2 separate regions of the Zea mays genome follow, and region 1 is linked to region 2. Evidence: chromatin contacts called from public Hi-C data. All regions are on one chromosome and are shown on one strand. The core of a region is the stretch at or near the end of the contact, and the rest is flanking DNA. Distances in the headings are between cores, read along the strand shown. Region 1 holds the start of LOC100285537 (6b-interacting protein 1). Region 2 holds the start of LOC100283239 (22.0 kDa class IV heat shock protein).

Region 1 (4,652 bases), core at 252-2,751, 160 kb after region 2:
GCCCCCGCGTTATTGTTGTCATGGTACTGCTGGTAATGTGGGCGTGGAGCATGGCGGTGCCTGTCAACATGGCTGATCCGGTAACGGCTATGGTGATTGCTGCTGCCACCGGCGTCGGTAACCAGTGACATCCTCGGAATCCTCCTCGACGAGCCAACAGCAGGGACGGCGGCCGTGGCAGGAGACGCGTGATTCTTGGCCTGCGTGAGCTCCATCTGCGTGTCGAGGAAGAACCGCACGCGCTGCGACTCCAGCTCCTGCGCGAAGTCCATGCGCCGACGCTCCATCTCGGCCTCCTGTTCCAGCTTCGTGGCCTCCACGCGCTCGTACGCCTCGCCGAGGCGCCGTATCGCCTGAGCCAGCTCCCGAAGCCCCTGCGCGCGGTCGCCGCCTCCGTCGGAGCGCCCATCGTCCGTCCTCTTCCTCTTCCCGTTCACCGCCGGAAGGGCCGGCATTGGCGGGAAGCCGTCGGAGGAATCGGAGGACACCGACGGCTCCGGCGAAGGCGCCCTCCGCTTGGCCCCGGATCCTGCTGCGGGCATGAGCGGCGTGCGGCTGCGTTGAGGGAAGCCCACTCGCGGCGCCGCAGGCATCTGGCTGCGGCTGTTGGAGTTGTGCCCGCCGCCGCCGTTGCCGGGCTTGTTGCCGTAGGTGGGCGCGAGGAGAAAATCGAGGCGGTCGAAGAACTGCCAGCCGGAGACCGGCTTGATCCTCTCGACCTTGTACTTCTTCTTGAGCGTGTCGATGCGGTTTTTGCACTGGATATCGGACTTGGGCGCCTTGGAGTAGCCGTCACGGGAGGAGACGGCTTCGGCGACCTCCTGCCACTGCGGGTGGCGGAGGCTGCCGCGGCCGAGCGCGACGAAGCGCTCGCCCCAGGCGTCGATGAGCGCGGACGTGGCGCCGTCGCTCCAGGCGTCCTCCCTCCCGCCGCCGCCGCCGCCATCGCCGCCGGCGCTAGCGTACAGGGACGCCGCGGTCCTATGGATCGGGAGCGCGACCGCCATGGAAGCGCCCGGCGGCGCAGCGGCGACGGTGACGGGGCCGTCCACGGGGAGCGCGGAGGAGGAGGGCGGCGACGGGGAGGAGGAGGGCGACACGTCGTCGTCGTCGTCCATCGCGGTCGCGGCGGATCGGAGCGATTTGGGCGTGGAGAGGGGAAGGGGATCTGATCTGATTTGGTTTGGCTAGGGTTGGTTTCGATGGTGCGCCGGTACCGGCGGCGTGGTGTGGTCGTGCTTTGAGGGGGATCCGGCTGAGGCACGGCAAGGGCAGCGCGGGGCGCGTTGGCATGGGCCAGGCCGGGAGGATGGGCCGGCGCAGGTGGTGGAGTGCGGGGAAACGGCCGGCGGCGGGGTGGTTTGGGCTGGTTGGAACCCGATCCGGACGCGTCGGCCGGCAGGAAGACCGCTCGTCCACCACGTTCCGTCCATGGTACGACCTCCTCGAAGAAATTGGGATGGGAAACCGTGTGGCTCTTGCCCGCGAAATATCAATTTTAGAGCCGCACATGTGTACCTCATCAAGCAGAGAGATCAAAACGAAGAACGACGCTTTATATAAAGTTAGTTTGCTCGAGTAACGAGATAGTTTATCATCTTCTCGCTACCTATTTTTTGTTTAGTTTATGTAATGGAATAAGTTGATTATCATCATTTCATTTATTATAGTCTAATAGTTAGTAATAATATTATGAATGAGTTTATCCCACTAAATTTTTAAAATAGACTCGTGATGCATCACCTCATCTAGAATAGATTGATTATTCAAACCAAACATCACAATAATATTTAAGTCCCAATAATATTTAAGTGCTAATAATATTTGTCATGATAAAGCTATTAGAGCAACTCCAAGATACTCTATATTCTTCTTAATTAATATAATTAGAGATTTTTACACAAAAAAATATCTTCCAACAACTTATTTAAATGACCATCTTATATTCCAGGTTCTCATTAGCCAAAATAGAAAATGTGAATGGTTCTCTAAAGTACAAGATATACAAAAGCTATTGGAGATTGCAAATATATAGAAAATATTTTTTTATATAAATGACTCTCCAAATTATAATTTAGAGAGTGAAATTTAGAAAGAGTCTTAAAGATGCTCTTATCAATCGGAGTGCATTCATTCTCTGTGGGGTCTTCGAGGGCCAAATTCTTCGACCAATCTGGCAACTTTGTTTGATGAGATGTTGTCCCAAGCAAGATATGTAGAGTTTAATTGTGTCCATTTACTTGTCATGCTATTTGGGCACTTCATAAAAACAAAAAAGGTGTTGGCTTCCCCGAAGACGGTGGATCGTGTTGATCAAGTCATGGAAACCAATCATCAAACATAAGGTTGCGTGATCGTGACACTATAGACAATATTGTTTATAGATTATAGTTTAAAATAAGAGATAAGATATGAGATAAGATAGGATAACTGTAGAGATAGCCTAACTCTATGGTGACGGCTTAAGAGACCATTGGCAAGATGAACAAGGCCTCATGGAGACGTGAAGCATGTGGAAAGCATAGTAGTTTGTTTTATAGTGTCGGCGTTTCGAGACCGGGGGTCCCTGAGCCGACGAGTGAATGTCGTCGCGTGCCCCAGCCCAGATGGGTCGACGCGAGGCCGAGCGCGAAGGGGGGAAAGCGAGGCGGCCGGAGACCGGCGTGAGAGAGGTGGGAATCCCGCGGCCTTCGTGTTCGTCCCGCGTCCAGGTCGGGTGCGCTTGCAGTAGGGGGTGAAAGGGAATTAGGCTTACACCTAGTCCCTAATTAATTTTGGTGGTTGAATTGACCAACACAAAACTTTGGACTAACTAGTTTGCCCAAGTGTATAGATTATACAGGTGTAAAAGGTTCACACTTAGCCAATATAAAGACCAAGTTTTGGATTCAACAAAGGAGCAACGAGGCAACCGAAGGCACCTCTGGCTGAAGGCACCGGACTGTCCGGTGTGCACCGGACAGTGTCCGGTGCGCCCAGAGGACTCCAACTCCACCTCTTCGCCCTCGGGAATTCTCGGAAGCCGGCGCGCTATAATTCACCGGACTGTCCGGTGTGCACCGGACATGTCCGGTGCTCCATGGAAGCACGATCTCCGGAACTCGCCAGCCTCGGGTTCGTGCGACAGCCGCTCCGCTAAAATTCACCGGACTGTCCGGTGTACCAGCGGAGCAACGGCTCTTTTCGGCGCCAACGGCTCCCTGCGGTGCATTTAATGCGCGCGCAGCGCACGCAGACGTCAGACATGCCCATACCGGTGCACCGGACATCAAACAGTACATGTCCGGTGTGCACCGGACACCCAGGAGGACCCAGAAGTCAGAAGCTCCAACGGTCAGAATCCAACGACAGTGATGACGTGGCAGGGGCACCGGACTGTCCGGTGTGCACCGGACTGTCCGGTGCGCCATCGAGCAGACGCCTCCAGCCAACGGTCATGTTTGGTGGTTGGGGCTATAAATACCCCAACCACCCCACCATTCATTGCATCCAAGTTTTCCACTTCCCAACTTCTACAAGAGCTCTAGCATTCAATTCTAGACACACCAAAGAGATCAAATCCTCTCCAATTCCACACAAAGCCCTAGCGACTAGTGAGAGTGATTTGCCGTGTTCATTTGAGCTCTTGCGCTTGGATTGCTTCTTTTCTTTCTCACTTATTCTTGTGATCAAAATTCCATTGTAATCAAGGCAAGAGGCACCAATTGTGTGGTGGCCCTTGCGGGGAAGTTTTGTTCCCGGCTTTGATTTGAGAAGAGAAGCTCACTCGGTTCGAGGGACCGTTTGAGAGAGGGAAGGGTTGAAAGAGACCCGGCCTTTGTGGCCTCCTCAACGGGGAGTAGGTTTGCAAGAACCGAACCTCGGTAAAACAAATCTCCGTGTCTTACTTGCTTATTCGCTTGGGATTTGTTTTCCGCCCTCTCTTGCGGACTCGTTTCTTTATTACTAACGCTAACCCGGCTTGTAGTTGTGTTTATATTTGTAAATTTCAGTTTCGCCCTATTCACCCCCCCTCTAGGCGACTTTCAATTGGTATCAAAGCCCGGTGCTTCATTAGAGCCTAACCGCTCGAAGTGATGTCGGGAGATCACGCCAAAAAGGAGATGGAGACCGGCGAAAAGCCCACTACAAGCCACGGGAGCACTTCATCGGAAGAGTCCCGCACCAAAAGGAGGGAGAAAAAGAAGAGCTCCTCCAACAAAGGGAAGGAGAAGAAATCTTCTTCTCACCACAAAGAGAAGAAGGAAAAATCTTCTTCCCACAAGCCGCATCGGAAAGGCGACAAGCACAAGAGGATGAGGAAGGTGGTCTACTACGAGACCGACACTTCATCAACATCGACCTCCGACTCCGATGCGCCCTCCGTCACTTCTAAGCGCCAAGAGCGCAAGAAGTATAGTAAGATCCCCCTACGCTACCCTCGCATTTCCAAACATACACCTTTACTTTCCGTCCCATTAGGCAAACCACCAACTTTTGATGGTGAAGATTACGCTAGGTGGAGCGATTTAATGCGATTTCATCTAATCTCGCTCCACAAAAGCATATGGGATGTTGTTGAGTTTGGTGCGCAGGTACCATCCGTAGGGGATGAGAACTATGATGAGGATGAGGTGGCCCAAATCGAGCACTTCAACTCTCAAGCAACAACA
Region 2 (4,698 bases), core at 2,146-4,645:
ATTGATGCATTCATTTCCCAATTTGTGCGTTTAGATCTGGAGGGTCGGCTGATAGTCAGCTGATATCTTAGCCATGTTTAAAACTGAGCGTTGACTGATAAATATAAGAAGCATGAAAAATCTAAATGCCTTCAGCCACAACCCCCTTTCCCATCCTGTTACTTTTTGGCCTGAAATTTGTAGGTGCGAACTAACACATTTATAGTCACAATGAATGAAAGGGGCTGCATTTTTATGTGGTCAGATACGGACATGAATGCATCATGCTGTTATCTGATTCTGATAGATTCTTGGTGCCATGTATGAAATGCTGTCAACTTGCATTTGTACCAGATGCTAGAGTACACATCCATACAGAATTTCATTTACTAAATAGTCCCCATATTTACCCAAATAAAAAGGTCCCCTAATAGAATTTGAGAACCAAAATTTGTGCGTTTAGATTTGGAGGGTCGGCTGATAGTCAGCTGATATTTTATCCATGTTTAAATATAAGAAGCATGAAAAATCTAAATGCCTTTCAGCCACAACCCCCTTTCCCATCCTGTTATTTTTTGGCCTGAAATTTGTAGGTGCGAACTAACACATTTATAGTCACAATGAATGAAAGGGGCTGCATTTTTATGTGGTCAGATACGGACATGAGTGCATCATGCTGTTATCTGATTCTGGTAGATTCTTGGTGCCATGTATGAAATGCTGTCAACTTGCATTTGTACCAGATGCTAGAGGACACATCCATACAGAATTTTATTTACTAAATAGTCCCCATATTTACCCAAATAAAAAGGTCCCCTAATAGAATTTGAGAACCAAAATTTGTGCGTTTAGATTTGGAGGGTCGACTGATAGTCAGCTGATATTTTATCCATGTTTGAAACTGAGCGCTGAAGTTACTCTCTGAACTCTCATGTTAACTGAATCTGTGTTGCAAACTTCTCGCCATCGAAACTGCTGTTTTACAATCATTGGATTTGCGTTGGTTTATGCTTCAGTCTGTGGTATATGCCCCACCCAGCCATGGCGGACCGACTTGCTCCCTGGCGTAGCGGCGCCATGGCACTAAAGACACTATCTGAAACTAAAAAACAATTTAGGTAGTTAAGGAATCAAGCTACTTTGTTTATATTAGCGTTTTTACAGTTTAGCACTAATGAACCTCACCTTGTTGCTGAAACGAATGATATGTGGTTTTTACATGTTTGTATGCTTTATATTAAGATTATTTGTTATACTAACATTTATCTTATTGTTGGCACTCATAAATAGCAAAGACATGGAATTTGCTATTTAACTGAAGACCATGTTTGTTCAGAAACAGAAAATAATGGATTTATAATGTTGTTAGATGCCTGAACTCTGCATGCTTATACACATAACATTTGTGTGTGTAGTGAACCCTGGGCAATATATGTGAAATGAAAAAAATGTTGCTTACCACTGGAATCTGTTTTCTTAAACGAAGTAACTAACTGATACTTGAAAGTTTATTGGTTTCGTCTGTTAGTTTGTCTAATTATATAAGTTTTCGGTTGCTAAATTTCTATATATATGTTAGGCTGGATATATGGGTGTGCATATCAGACTGAAGCTTTTTTAGGATGTCTGAGACAATTGCAGTTTAGTATGCAATGAATCCTGGACTATATATGTGAAATAATGAAAAAATGTTGATTATCATTGGAATCTATTTTCTGAAACGAAGCAACTGGGTACTTGAAAGTTTATCGTTTTCATTTGCTAGTTTGTATGGATGTGCATATCAGATTGAAGTTTTTTTTCTTCTAGGATAGCGTTGCTTTGCTGATATATGGGTGTGCATATCAGAATGAAGCTTTTTTAGGATGTCTGAGACAATCGCAGTTTAGTATGCAGTGAATCCTGGACTATATATGTGAAATAATGAAAAAATATTGATTATCATTGGAATCTATTTTCTGAAACGAAGCAACTGGATACTTGAAAGTTTATCGTTTTCATTTGCTAGTTTGTATGGATGTGCATATCAGATTGAAGTTTTTTTTCTTCTAGGATAGCGTTGCTTTGCTCCCTGCTATGAAGCTATGAATGTGTGCGAGCTTACATATATCATCTTCCCCTTTGTTTTCTTTTATTTCCTCGAAAGCTAAAAATTTATTTCCTCGGAAGCTATGGATGTGTGCGAGCTGCCAATCTCTGAGTTTCAGACTGGTGTTGAGAAGGATGGCTCCGTTGGGCGCAGGGGGAGGGGGTAGGCGTTGTCGTGGGAGCGCGTCCAACACAGGACACCGCGCGCTGCGGCGGCGGGCGCGGGAGTCAGAGCGACGGAAACAGCAGTGGGGTTCAATGAGGGGTTGTGCGCGGATGGGATAGCAGAAGAAGGAGGAAGAGACAGTCCATCGGAAGATCGGGTGAGATAGCGGGAGGAGGAGGAAGAGACATTCCAACGGAAGACGAAAACCCTAACGCCATTTTTTTCTAGAAAAAGTTGTGTGAGAAGAAAAAATCTGAGAAAAAACACACCTGACTTGAAGAGAGGCCGGCGCAGGAGACGACGCACGATCGATCCGCAGTCGCCGTTCGTGAATGGTGAGAGCGTCGTCCTTTGGAAATGGAAGGGATGAAGACCGGAACCTTTTTTTCTCCTTGTTCTGATGGCAAACTGACCGATATGCAAGGAGTCCAAGGACCTGGAAGTATCCGGTTGACTGTGTGGTAGCTGCTACGGGAAGCTTCCAGTCGCTGGCCGTGCGATGCATTCACAGCCGTTGACAGACTATCCAATGGCTGAAAAAATTTAAGCCGACGTGGACGCACGTATTTCCTCCCTTGCTCCCGGCTCTTTATCTATAGAATTTTCAAAGTATGTGTCATGAATAATCGAATCTATTCAAATTAAAATTGTATTCTGAATTCATACGAACTTAAGATGTTGGTAGTCATCAGCGTTAAAAAGGTGTAACTTAGAACAAACCTAGATGTTCTTTCTTGTTGACAAAACAAACCTAGATGTACTTTATTAATAAGTCGAAAATACTAGGAAAAGAAGCTTGTTAACCCCACAGGCCACAACTCAGATCAAAATTGTTCGCCTGCAATGACTCAAAAAAAAAAAAAATCGTTGCCATGCATGGTCGGTAATCACCAGGCCCATGGAAAGGTATGTGTGATGGGCCATGCGCCGTGGACCTGGTCCGCGATAAACGCTGACTTGGCCCAGCCCAAAAGAGACGCCGACGGCGACGAGGACGTTTCAGGAGATCTCTCCCGCCATCGGGACGTTAGCCGTGCGGCGAAGCCTCTGCAACAACCTCGAACCCTCTCGAGCTCGTCGAACCTTCTGGCTCGCCACCGCGCTCCCTTCTCCGACTTCCTCACCACGCTATAAATATACCCCGCCTCGCTGCCCTGTCACCATCGCATCATCATACCACCGATCGAAGGCACACTAGGCACTAGCTAGGAAGAGCGCATCAGGAAGCGTACGTCAACTGGCTTGCGCGTCGATTCTTGTCTTGAAGTTGAAATCTTGGCGCGAGTGTCGACCTTTAATCAATCGGGCGTAGTTTTTTGCTCACTGATCAGCGAGTTCTGTTAGATTGAACTTTAAAGTGCGCACGCACTGCCCTGAAGCCTTCGGGTCCGTGACGATGTCGAGGAGAGCCGCAGCAGCGCTCGCGCTCGCGTGCCTCGCCGTGATGGCGGCGGCACTGGCGGACGGCGCGCTGCTCCCGTGGTTCGGCGAAGGGAGGCGCGGGGGCGACGAGGCCGCGGCGGCGGCGGCGTCTCCGCTGTCCGGGCCCGGGGTGGGCCTCCTGGCCGACCCGTTCCGGATCCTGGAGCACGTCCCCTTGGGCTTCGACCGGGACGACGTGGCCATGGTCTCCATGGCGCGCGCGGACTGGCGCGAGACTCCCGACGCGCACGAGATCGTGGTGGACGTGCCCGGGATGCGCAGGGAGGACCTCAAGATCGAGGTGGAGGACTACAGCCGGGTGCTGCGAGTCAGCGGCGAGCGGCGGCGCGCGGAGGAGCACAGGGGCGACCACTGGCACCGCGAGGAGCGCTCCCACGGCAGGTTCTGGCGCCAGTTCCGCCTCCCCGAGAACGCCGACCTCGACTCCGTCGGCGCCAGCCTCGACAACGGCGTCCTCACCGTGCGGTTCCGGAAGCTGGCCCCCGAGCAGGTCAAGGGCCCGCGCGTCGTTGGGATTGCCGGGGGAGACGGTGACGGCGACGCGAAGAAGAGTATTGGCGGCGGCGCCGGGGATGGTCATCATCAGACCAAGAAGGTGGAGCTCTGAACAGTCAAACGAGGGGTGTTCGCGTTTTTTTTTTTTGGGTATGTTCTGTATGTTCCACGACGTATCCGGTATCTCCACCTGTATTGTATGGAGAGGCAGAGAAAGTGTGCGATCTTGACTGAGAAATAAAAACCTACAGCACTATCCCTTCAATTCAAAACACAGTTACTGATGATCTTGCATGACTTTTTTTCTCTTCGGAGAAGCTATTCTGTGTCCGAGTATATGGTTGTTCTACGTTATTTTTTACGAATAACTCATTACATCTATTTCAAATTAACTCATGCATACTTATCTCCTCCGCGCAACCAATCTCCACGTACCAAACTACACATACGCATACAAACCACACATCCGCATAGATGGTCAAACGGCCCGGCATGGTCCCGCCCTGCCGCAGCTCCGGCCAGATACG

What was found. Hi-C and Micro-C count contacts between places; a contact is called where the count stands out from the background.
Region 1: a contact with region 2 is called in a Hi-C map of leaf, with 4 times the contacts expected there. The contact joins the promoter of LOC100285537 here to the promoter of LOC100283239 in region 2. A contact is called at or near these places in 5 of 25 Hi-C or Micro-C datasets (bundle sheath, leaf and tassel).

Annotation. Positions count from the first base shown.
Region 1 is chr10:122,531,145-122,535,796 of Zm-B73-REFERENCE-NAM-5.0, forward strand. It overlaps LOC100285537 (6b-interacting protein 1), which reads right to left and starts at 1,502. Exons shown (of 1, transcript NM_001158428.2): 1 at 1-1,502. The coding sequence starts at 1,118.
Region 2 is chr10:122,368,262-122,372,959 of Zm-B73-REFERENCE-NAM-5.0, forward strand. It overlaps LOC100283239 (22.0 kDa class IV heat shock protein), which reads left to right and starts at 3,396. Exons shown (of 1, transcript NM_001156141.2): 1 at 3,396-4,437. The coding sequence starts at 3,630. The coding sequence ends at 4,283. It also overlaps the pseudogene LOC103641691.